Regions from separate parts of the Mus musculus genome. Here all the other regions are linked to region 1. Evidence: chromatin contacts called from public Hi-C data. All regions are on one chromosome and are shown on one strand. Each heading gives the region's core, a stretch centred on a gene start, on an enhancer-like site or on the middle of the called end of the contact. The rest is flanking DNA. Distances are from core to core; before and after follow the strand shown.

Region 1 (3,249 bases), core at 560-3,059:
CATCAGATTGCCTCCAGCTGGGCTTACAGATATTTGTGAGCCACCTGACATGGATGCTGGGAACAGAACCCTAGTCCTTTGCAACAGTGGTACTCACTCTTAGCCAGCCCTAGAAAAATCTCTTTTCACAGTGAGTCCATGGATAACTAGCAACTCCTTTTAAGTTAGTGATCCTACATTCTAGGTACTCAGCTGCTACCATGAGAGGCTAGGCTGTCAGGTGAGACAAGAAAACTGTCCGCAAGATGAACAGTGCTCCCACTCCAGATGAACAGTGCTCCTACTCCAAAGCCATATCGACACCCCAAAGAAAAGATGGTTCTCTTCCACAGGTCAGATTCACGGCAGAATCTACCTACCTACAACATTGAGGAGGAAATACTATTGTCTCTGCTCTTCCCTTCATCGCCGCTGTGTGGAGGGACCACATCTCTCCCCACACCAAAGTTCCGCCAAATGTTATCTGCATAGGCATCACCAAAACCTGCCTTGGCTCTTTTTATGGAACTTGAAATCTTTTTAATTGAGACAACACCCAGCCGACCAGCCACGGGCTTGCTGCACTGGGCTTTAAGTTAGTTTGACGTTAGCCTCCTACGTGTTACCAAACGCCTGTGTGGGTGCTGCCTTCTGTCTCGTTTAACACTGCAAGATCTCAAGTGCAGGACATTCCAAACCCATCGGCCTTCTCGTTTCTCTGCTCCAAAGCGTCATTCATTCGGAGGCTCTCTTGCGTTTCATATTCATTCTTTTCTACTCCCCTCCCTCCTCAAATTTTCTCATTATAGTCTGACCCTTTAAGCACAGTGTTATCTGGTTATCATTGAAAATTGCAAAATCTATAGCATAAATATAAAAACAACGTGTATATCTTAACTGTGTATCTTATTTTTAAAACGTGTGCTAGCAGACATTAGTTGTATATCTCAATGTATTCAGTGTGTTCTTCTCCTAAAAGAACGTTCGTTCATTTAGTTATTGGAGGGGGGGCACACACATGCTTGGCTCTCAGATGGGGGTCAAACATAGCTTGGGAAAATCAGTTCTCTTTCCAGCACCTACGTAGGGTCTCGGGATTGGATTTAGATCCGTCAGTTCCTCTGGCTTGACAGCAAGCCCCCTTCCCCACTGAGCCATCTTCCCAGCCCCACGTCTATATGTAAAACCGTTTTAACAGATACGCTGCACTGTTTCACAGGCCACGGGTGCCCTTTCTGAGTTAAACCTCTGTATCCAAGAAGATAAAGCATCTGGACTTGTTCACTTCCTCTCAGCTATTTGGACATCCGCATAGTCCCGGAGATGTTACTCACCAGGTTTTTAAAATAAATAAAATAAATAAAATACTATTTCCATTTGCCCAGGTGGCAAGATTACATTTCAGGATTGAAAGACAGGAGAAAGGAGGAGGGGGGATTGCTGACACAACATCTGCACTCTCTCTCTCTCTCTCTCTCTTTTTTTTTTTTTTTTTTTTTTTTGGTGGAATTTCATCACATTTCTGCTTGCAGCCTAATCATCTTACTGGGAATTAAGAAAACACAGGAATGTTTAAATTGTGCCATGCACCCACAGCTCCTATAAGTCTCGAATTTAATCCTGGGAGGTAGCTTTTCACACCAAGAAATCCCAGGAAGAAACTTCCTTTCTGTGTGTTTTGTGAGCTATGCTCCAAAAACCCATGACCGCATGCCTAAAACTATGGATGCAGCGCCATCTAGCTGCAGCAGTGGGTGGAGCAGGAGCCCAGAATTAGTAGCTTCAACCCTGATCTGCAGCTCACCTAGACAAACAGAAGCAGCTCTGACAATTGCTCACACTGAAATGCCGCTGCTAAGGAGGGAGAGCCCAGAATTCAAGCTGAGCCTGAGATACAGAGCCAGACCTTACGTGACTAATGAAGAACGTGGCTCAGGAGATGGCACAGTTGGTGAAGTACCTGCTTTGCAAGCCTGAGAATCCAAATTCCATACCAGGAATGTCATACGAAAATATCAGGCATGATGGCATGTGCCTGTTATCCTAGAACTGGAGAAAAGGAAATAGGCATATCCAACCTAGCCTACTTGGTGAGCTCCAAGCCAAACAACAAGAGATCCTGTCTCATAACAGCAAGGTGAATGGTACTTGAGAAATAGCTCGGATTGACCTCTGACTTCCACATGCACATGCTTACATGTGCAACAGAAAGGGGGAGAGGGGGAGGGAGAGAGGGAGAGAGGGAGAGAGGGAGAGAGGGAGAGAGGGAGAGAGGGAGAGAGGGGAGAGGGAGAGAGGGAGAGAGGGAGAGAGGGGGAGAGGGGGAGAGAGGGGAGAGAGGGAGAGAGGGAGAGAGAGAGAGAGAGAGAGAGAGAGAGAGAGAGAGAGAGAGAGAGAGAGAGAGAGGAGAGAAGCCCACTTTGCAGAAACACTGTGAAGTCTGGCATCATCAGAAGAAGAGCCAGGACATAAAAGCACAGCCCCTTGCTAGCATCACTCCCCCCCACTAGCTGGCTGTGGCTTCTCATACTGTCCTGAGCTCAGAGTCCCTCAAGGAGATTCAGGATGATAACTGTCATGCATTCAGTAGACTGTCGGCTGCACTCACTGCCTAATAAAACAGTCATATGCTTGAGGATATGGGGGAGGGGCTTGGTACCACTGTGGAGAGCTGAAGTCTAGGGAGCCTTGGCATGGGTCTGATCTGTGCCCACGGCATGGGCACAATCCACTCTCTTTTTTTATTTGAGCTTTTGATCAAATGACCCAGTGGCAGCATCCCCGGGTGCTCTAAGCACAACGTTTAAGATAAAGTGCCCTCTGAGAACCTATTTAACACTTGGCTACTCTCTATTTCTTGAGACTACTCAGTTACATCTACGGTAATCAGCTCAAAGAGCAGCCATTAACATGCATACAGATGAAACTGATTTTCCCTGAAACACCCTTTTCAGTGCTTTCCAAGGAGGCCTGTCTAACAGCAGACCCACGTTCTGGAATGAGTTCCATCTGGTAACTGAACTGTCCTTTGTCTTGGCTTCCTGTCCTGACCTCTGCCTGGCTATGTCTCTAGCTGGCCACCTCCATCTCCTTCCTGTCATAGCTCCTTCTTCCCTGGTCTGAAGACTGGTTTCTGTAGTGTGGGCTGGGTATTCTCCTTACTGCCAGTTTGGTGTGGCTAGCAGGAGTGAGGAAGGAGAGCAAGGGCAGGGTGTCTGTCAGCCCCTGGCTTTTCCAAATAGCACCATACCCCTGAGAATGAAGACTCTG
Region 2 (3,249 bases), core at 328-2,827, 850 kb before region 1:
TATTGCAACCATAATGGTAACGGCCCTCTGCACGCATCTCATTATGAGCTTTCTACATTAATCCAAGGATCTCCATGACTGCTTTGCCTGGCGTCAAACAGCACACAGTGAAATATGAAGAAAACTTATCAGAAAACATCTGTATGCATTTCATCTCGGAGAACACACACTGGGGTCTACTTTGCAATTCTGATTATCTTCACAACATAAATACACACCTATTGTGCAATCTGATCCCAGTGACACGATCTTTATCCGCCTTTCCTGGATGTTTAGCTGTTCCCAGAGGGGGAAACAATCAGAAGATTGAAGCACAGGCTGAAAACCATTCTCTCTTTCAGAAGAACTTGCGATTTGAATTTACAGAGGTAAGCATTCCAGGACTCTTCCTTTTTGTTTAATTTACAAAACCAGGGTTGAGCGGAAGTATATTAGATGAAATCATTTTCAGTGTGATGTGTATGAATGACGTAGGTCAGTGGTGTTTCAGATCACTCGAATGGCTGCAATATTAGTCTAGGAACAGTTTCATATCTAAGGAAACCCACAGACAAACTTTAGGGGTTCCCCAAATATCCAGAAGTAGCAAGAAAATTTTCTCTGTATGGAGGAGCACACCTGCTGCTCAAAGAACTCTATTAGTCAGTCCAAGCTTCGCATAACCACCCTAAGCAGCAGTTTAACTTGGGGGCATTTCTGACACACACAATTCCAGCTATCGCCTACACTCAGTTTTAAGGAAACATTTCCTCTAAGGCACAGTGCAAAACTCCACAAGGATATATTTAGAGCTAAACATCTCTGCAGAGTACCCACAAACACAAAACCCCATGAAGTCCTACAAAATTCAACAGTGAAAAGCAATCGATTGATACAGTGTGTTTTGGGGCCTGATGCTTGCTTTCTTTAAGATGCAGTTTCAGAAAGACAACCTTGCCATGCAGCCAGGTCACCTGCCCTCCCTCCCTCCCTGTTCCCAGGAAACCCAGGAAGGGTACTTCCAGGAAGGAGTAGGGGGACTGCAGTGTACACTGCCGGCGTCTGGTCGTGGTGCTGGGGGTTGTTTTGAACCCCTTCCCTCTGCTTCACAGTTCAGATGAAAATGCAGTCTAAGGAATCTCACCAGCAGGTACTAGGTCACTCATCTCACTGTGCTGATGGCAGGCTCCTGAATGCAGCCACTCTGTAACCTTCTTCTTCTCCACACAGTCAAGTCTGAGCCTCCGCTGAGTTCTTTGTATGCACTCTGCTCTCTGCATTTAAACTGCTTCCCAAAGGTACCCATTAGGTCCAAAGCATACTTTTCATGACAAATTATTTATTCTTTATTATAAAACGTATCAAATTTGTTACTAAATCTAGTTTCATTTTTGTTCATGTGACAAAGTCCCCGTCTAAACAGTAACTTTTGCGGAAACAGGGTTTATTTGTCTTATAATTCCAGGTCACAGTTCATTCCTGAAGGAAGCCAAGGCGGGGAATAAAGGCTGGAATCTTCAGACAGGCCTACTTGCTACTCTACACAGAATTACTTCTGATTGAGGAACTCACTTCACACTCCAAAAATATGGCAGGAACCAGGGAAGACACTACCTACTGGCCAGCAGGCAAGCAGGCAAGCAGGCAAGCAGGCTAATGCTCAGTTAGCTTTCTTATAGAGTTAGGATCACCTGCCTGGGGGATGGTGCTACCCAGAGTGGGCTGGGTCTTTCTATATCAATTAACAATCAAGACAACCCCCCCCCCCAAACTAGACATGACCACAGGCAAAGATGATTCTAAACAATTCCTAATTGAGTTTATCTCCCTGGATAACTGCTCTTTATGTCAAATTGACAGTTAAAGCTAACCAGGATACTACCCTGTGACACAGCACAGAAAGTAGACACTGGCAATCTAGACCAGACCTTGGTCACCACTCTGTTCCGAATACCTTCTGTGACCTTGCATGAGACAAGTATTGATGTAAGTGTTCATAACACTGGGTGGAGTAGACTGTTTGATCTTGAAAGCTGAAATATAATATCCTCTGATTGTATTATTCCTGAGCATAAGCACATTTAAAGGGCAAGTATTTTGATCATGTTACAAGATTATTAGATTCCCATCCTTATTTGGGGACCCATCTATTATGTCCACAGTGCTGTTGTCTGCAACAGATTATTAGGACACCAAACCGAATATATTTAATTCAATTTGTCCAAAGTGTAAGCATATTGGCAAGCACAAACAGACCCTTAAATGGCTTTTAATTGGTTGATTTGCTGAAAGCTATTGCAATATGCACTCTTCTACAGGCCTTGGAAAAGGGATAAAGGTGAACATTAGAAATGATGGTCTAGCAGGCAGGAGGCTCTTTAGGCAGAAAACAATGAATGCGAAGTAGATTGGCAAAGGTGAAGGAGCTATCTCTCTGGGCCACCGCCTCCCACTTCAGTGAAACTCGGAAGTAAGGATCCAGGGAAGTAAGTTCTGTTTACTAACATGGGGTAGAATGACCTCAACAAGTAATTACCATAATTGAATACATAATACATAAATTAACATAGAATTCACATTTGTGTATAAGTGCACGTATGTTTGGGCATGTTGGTATGGATATACATGAATATGTTTCATTTCCATTCATTTCTGTTTCTGTGACAAATACCCAGTCCAAAAAATAAAAAACAAAAACAAAAAAACAAAAAACAAAAACAAAAACAAAAAAACTTTTGGGTAGAAAGGGTTTATTGGTCTTATAATTCCGGCTCCTGGCTCATTACTGAAAGCAGTCAAAGCAGGAACTAAAATCCGGGAATTTTCAGACAGAGTTACTTGCTATTCCACACAGAATTACCTCTGAATGAGAAGTGTGTGTGTGTGTACCAGAATACAACCTTAAGTGTCATTTCTCAGTTTTCATATACCTTGTGGTTGGTTTGCTTTGTTTATTTGTATTGTTCTGTTGTTTTGTTTTGTTTTTTTCCCAAACAGCATCTGTCACTGGCCTGGAACTCAAGTAGGCTAGGTTAGCTAGCCACTGAACCCCAGGAATCCTCCATCTTTCCTGTAGTAGGATTACAAGTGTGTACTACCACCCCTGCCTTCTTTCGTGTGAGTTCTGGGGCTCGAATTCCTGTCTTTTTTTGAAGCAAGTGTTTTACCATTGGAGATATCCCTCTAGCCCACAGACATTACTGATGCAACCGCCAAGTATTTCTTTTGAAAATTCCAAGACTGATTCTTATTCTACATGATTTCAGGAAA
Region 3 (3,249 bases), core at 308-2,807, 530 kb after region 1:
GGCTGGAAGACGACAGCGGGTGTCCTGCTCTACAATGCTCTGCCTTATTCCCGTGAGGAACCTGGAGCTCAGCCGGAGACCAGCAAGCCCCAGCAGTGTCCTGTCCCCACCCACACAGTACTGGAGTTGCAGGAGCATGTGACCACACCCAGAGTTTTACCTGAGTGATGAGGATTCAAACTCAGGAACAAGTAGTGTTGCCCACCAGGCTCTCTCCCCAGGCCTGGTTGCTTTCTTGTCTTGCATTTCTCTCTTCTGTGGTAAAGAAATTTATAGGGGTATAGTGGAAATAAATATGGGCTCCTCAGAAAGAAAGGAGACAAGAGACAGAGGTCGGGGAAGGAAGGGAGGGAGGAAGTGCTGCAAGTAGGCACAGTGATGGATCAAGAGAAAGGGCAAGGGGACATGGTGAGGTGTGTGAAAGACTGTCTGTGGGCAGAAGCTTCTGAGTGGAGATGCTGAGTTCTCTCTACCTAGGCTGCGCTTATTCAACTCTTAGAGATGCTATGCGACCTTCATACATGTGCTCCATTGTGCTGTCACAGGTAATGAGTACATAGGAACTAAGGGAAAATTGCTTACTGACAGCTGATAGAAAACTGTTATTTCAGTGTTTCAAGGACATACGTCAGTGCATGTCACCTTAACTAGTGTGACAAGAAAACTCATTGCTAAGAAATGGTGTGGCGTTTGCTTAAGAGTCCTTGACAGATGGTGATTGAGGCTTGGGGAGCTGTTGCAAAGTGTTTAGTGCTGCATGTATGTATGCATATGTGTGTGTGTGTTCGCATATATGAAAGCAGCTACATGAATGCCACACTGTGCATGTGAACATCAGACAAAAACTTCAGGTCTTCATTCTCCTCCCCAATCTTGTTTGAAATGGGGTGGCTACTGTTCACCATTGCGTATGCCCAACAAGCTAGCCTTCAGGCTCCAAAGGATTCTCCCATCACACTGTAGGAGCCTGGGATTGCACATACATGCTCCTGCATCCAGCTCTGTCGGGCTCTGGGGATCTGAGTTCAGGTTGCTGATGCTTGCACAGCAAGCACTTCTTTGCCCACTGTGCTGTCTCCCCAGCCCCCTCAAGTGTTTATGTGTACTGAGATACTCTGGGCCAGGAGGGCCTAGGAGTTGGTGCAAATTATTATTCAGATATAATTAAACTTAGGTCACATTTGAGTTCATCAAGCAATAGCCGCTCATCCTTTATTTAGTAGATTCAGATTGGTTGATCTAAAAGGAGATCACATGGCCCACCAGGATTCTCTGTTGGAATGGCTAAGGCATGTGCTGCTCCCATCTCTCCCAGGGTTGTTTATGACAGTGTAGGGTTAAGGAGGCTATCAGCACTCCTTGGCAGACACAATGCTCAGAGGTGGAGAAACACTCTGGGCTCCAGCATCTCTCCTTAAACCTGCCAAGACCCTGCCTGTCTTGCCTAGCACCTTCTTCTTAGAGTCGAAAAGAGCCAGAGTGCCTGATGCAGTCCTGTGTCCGCAGCTGTTAGGGTCAGGTCTGGGCCCTGGCAGCCCTAACATGCACGGCAGGCTCAGCCATGTTTCCTCAATGGGTCAACAAAAGAGGTCAATGGCAGTGAAGAGCAAAGAGAGTTACATTGTAGCCACACTGGGGAGAGAAACAAAGAAAGAGGTCTAGTGCCTCCCAAGTTCATCTTTGGAGTTCTGACACAGCGAGGACAAGCAGTGTTCCCACCACTACCACCCCTGCCAGGCCAGCACCAGACAACTCTTCTCCCAGTGTGAGACTCAGGGGAAATCCCAGTTCCGTGGGGCTCCTGGTTTCTATGTCTGGTTGCCAAAGGGAGGGGCACTAATGTCTCTTTATCTCTAAAATATCTTCATTCCAGCCTGAATGGCTACATTACTTGGTGGAAATGACCTGGGTCTTTCTGAACACGAGAGAGCAAGGAACCTCAGCATTTGCCACCCTACCTCACACCCACCAGGCACGAGACACCCATGTCCCCTTGTCACTTGGTGTGTTTAAGACTTGGCTTCTGCGTGTGGGCATAGAGAGCCAGGATTGGACCCTGCCTGGTGACTGCCACTCACAGCACACTGTCCCCTGTACCTGGTATGCACAGAGACTTGCATTTTGTGCACCTTACAGACCCTTGCCTGAGCATCCCTTTGTCCCAGCAGCTTCGGGCCACTGTGGGCTTTCTAAGGACCGTTAGCTTGTTTCTGCTGCCATCTACCGTCCATCTAGGGAAACTTGAGGTTTTGCTAGCTTGGGAGGGAAACTGGGAAATTGCAGTTTGAAACCTCTGCTCCCACAGAAGAAAAAGCAAAACCAGCCAGCTAGTGGTGTCCCCAGTGAGAACGCTATCATAAAACCCATGTTTACTGACCTCCCAAGGTCGAAAGCAGTTTCATTTGAACTGTAATCAAACCGCCAAGTGACCTTTCTGTTCCTGGCCCCCAGAGTCCCTGAAAGAGCCTGTTGTTCCCTGCTTGAGTGAAGAAACCTTCTGTTTAGTTAAGCAAGTGTTTTTCTAGTTATGTCGCCTGCTGAGTGACAGAAAGAGGATTGTTGGGTCCTGGGTTTTATTGTTGGTTTTGATTTACACTCTTGCCCTCCCTGCCCCTCAGTCCCTGACATTTTTTTTTTCACATCAGAAAAGGAGATGGGAACAAGGCAAGTTCCTTTGCAGGCCCTTGCACATGTTATTCTGCATATCCTGGTATACGCCCCTTCTCTTTGTCGCAAGTCACCCACCTGGAGATCTAAGACCCCTGCAAAACATCAGAGGCAGCCACAGAAACAGACCGCAGGAGCTGAGAGGCAGTCTGACTGGTATCTCCATGTGATGTCTTTTCCTGTCTTACAGCTGTTCGTTGGGCTCGGATTCCCTTATGAAGGCCCAGCTCCCCTGGAGGCCATCGCGAATGGATGTGCTTTCCTGAACCCCAAGTTCAACCCTCCCAAAAGCAGCAAAAACACAGACTTCTTCATTGGCAAGCCAACACTGAGAGAGGTGAGTATCTCTTTTATGCTTCTGGGTTTGTGTGTGCATATGGTCCTCCTGTGTGTGCATGCATGCACACATGAAGGTATGCACACGTGTACAGACATGCATGTGGAGGCCAGAGGTTGAAGTGAGTGTGGGGTCTTCCTCCCTCCATCTCCACTTTATCCACTAAGCCAGGGTCTTTCCCTGAACTCAGAGCTCACTGATTTGACCACTCCGGCTCTCCAGCTTGCTCTGGGATGTCATGCCCA

Evidence for each region. A called contact is a pair of places that touch in the nucleus more often than the background predicts.
Region 2: a Hi-C map of the N1E-115 cell line shows a contact between it and region 1, with 14 times the contacts expected there. The contact joins two enhancer-like sites. A contact is called at or near these places in 1 of 484 Hi-C or Micro-C datasets (the N1E-115 cell line) and 2 of 115 datasets of contacts at active chromatin or transcription factors (astrocytes and stem cell-derived neural progenitor cells).
Region 3: a Hi-C map of the N1E-115 cell line shows a contact between it and region 1, with 6 times the contacts expected there. The contact joins two enhancer-like sites. A contact is called at or near these places in 21 of 484 Hi-C or Micro-C datasets (B cells, CD4 T cells, CD8 T cells and 12 more) and 3 of 115 datasets of contacts at active chromatin or transcription factors (astrocytes, double positive thymocytes and large pre-B cells).

What each region holds. Positions count from the first base shown.
Region 1 is chr1:126,930,207-126,933,455 of GRCm38.p6, forward strand. No RefSeq gene overlaps it. Among named protein-coding and RNA genes, the nearest start is that of Gm41945, 93 kb to the right of the region's middle. Within about 2 kb of position 1,810, at least 12 of the 459 cell types and tissues checked have an H3K27ac peak or open chromatin away from gene starts, as enhancers often do. A contact at or near this core is called in the N1E-115 cell line, where this site is marked.
Region 2 is chr1:126,083,539-126,086,787 of GRCm38.p6, forward strand. All of the region lies in intron 10 of Nckap5 (NCK-associated protein 5), which reads right to left. It overlaps Gm35562 (a long non-coding RNA gene), which reads left to right. Exons shown (of 4, transcript XR_003948708.1): 3 at 1-368; 4 at 1,445-3,249. Among named protein-coding and RNA genes, the nearest start is that of Gm35562, 39 kb to the left of the region's middle. Within about 2 kb of position 1,578, at least 2 of the 459 cell types and tissues checked have an H3K27ac peak or open chromatin away from gene starts, as enhancers often do. A contact at or near this core is called in the N1E-115 cell line, where this site is marked.
Region 3 is chr1:127,456,979-127,460,227 of GRCm38.p6, forward strand. Mgat5 (mannoside acetylglucosaminyltransferase 5) reads left to right here. Exons shown (of 18, transcript NM_145128.3): 14 at 2,858-3,004. All of the region lies in intron 2 of Gm41947 (a long non-coding RNA gene), which reads right to left. Among named protein-coding and RNA genes, the nearest start is that of Gm41947, 21 kb to the right of the region's middle. Within about 2 kb of position 1,558, at least 44 of the 459 cell types and tissues checked have an H3K27ac peak or open chromatin away from gene starts, as enhancers often do. A contact at or near this core is called in the N1E-115 cell line, where this site is marked.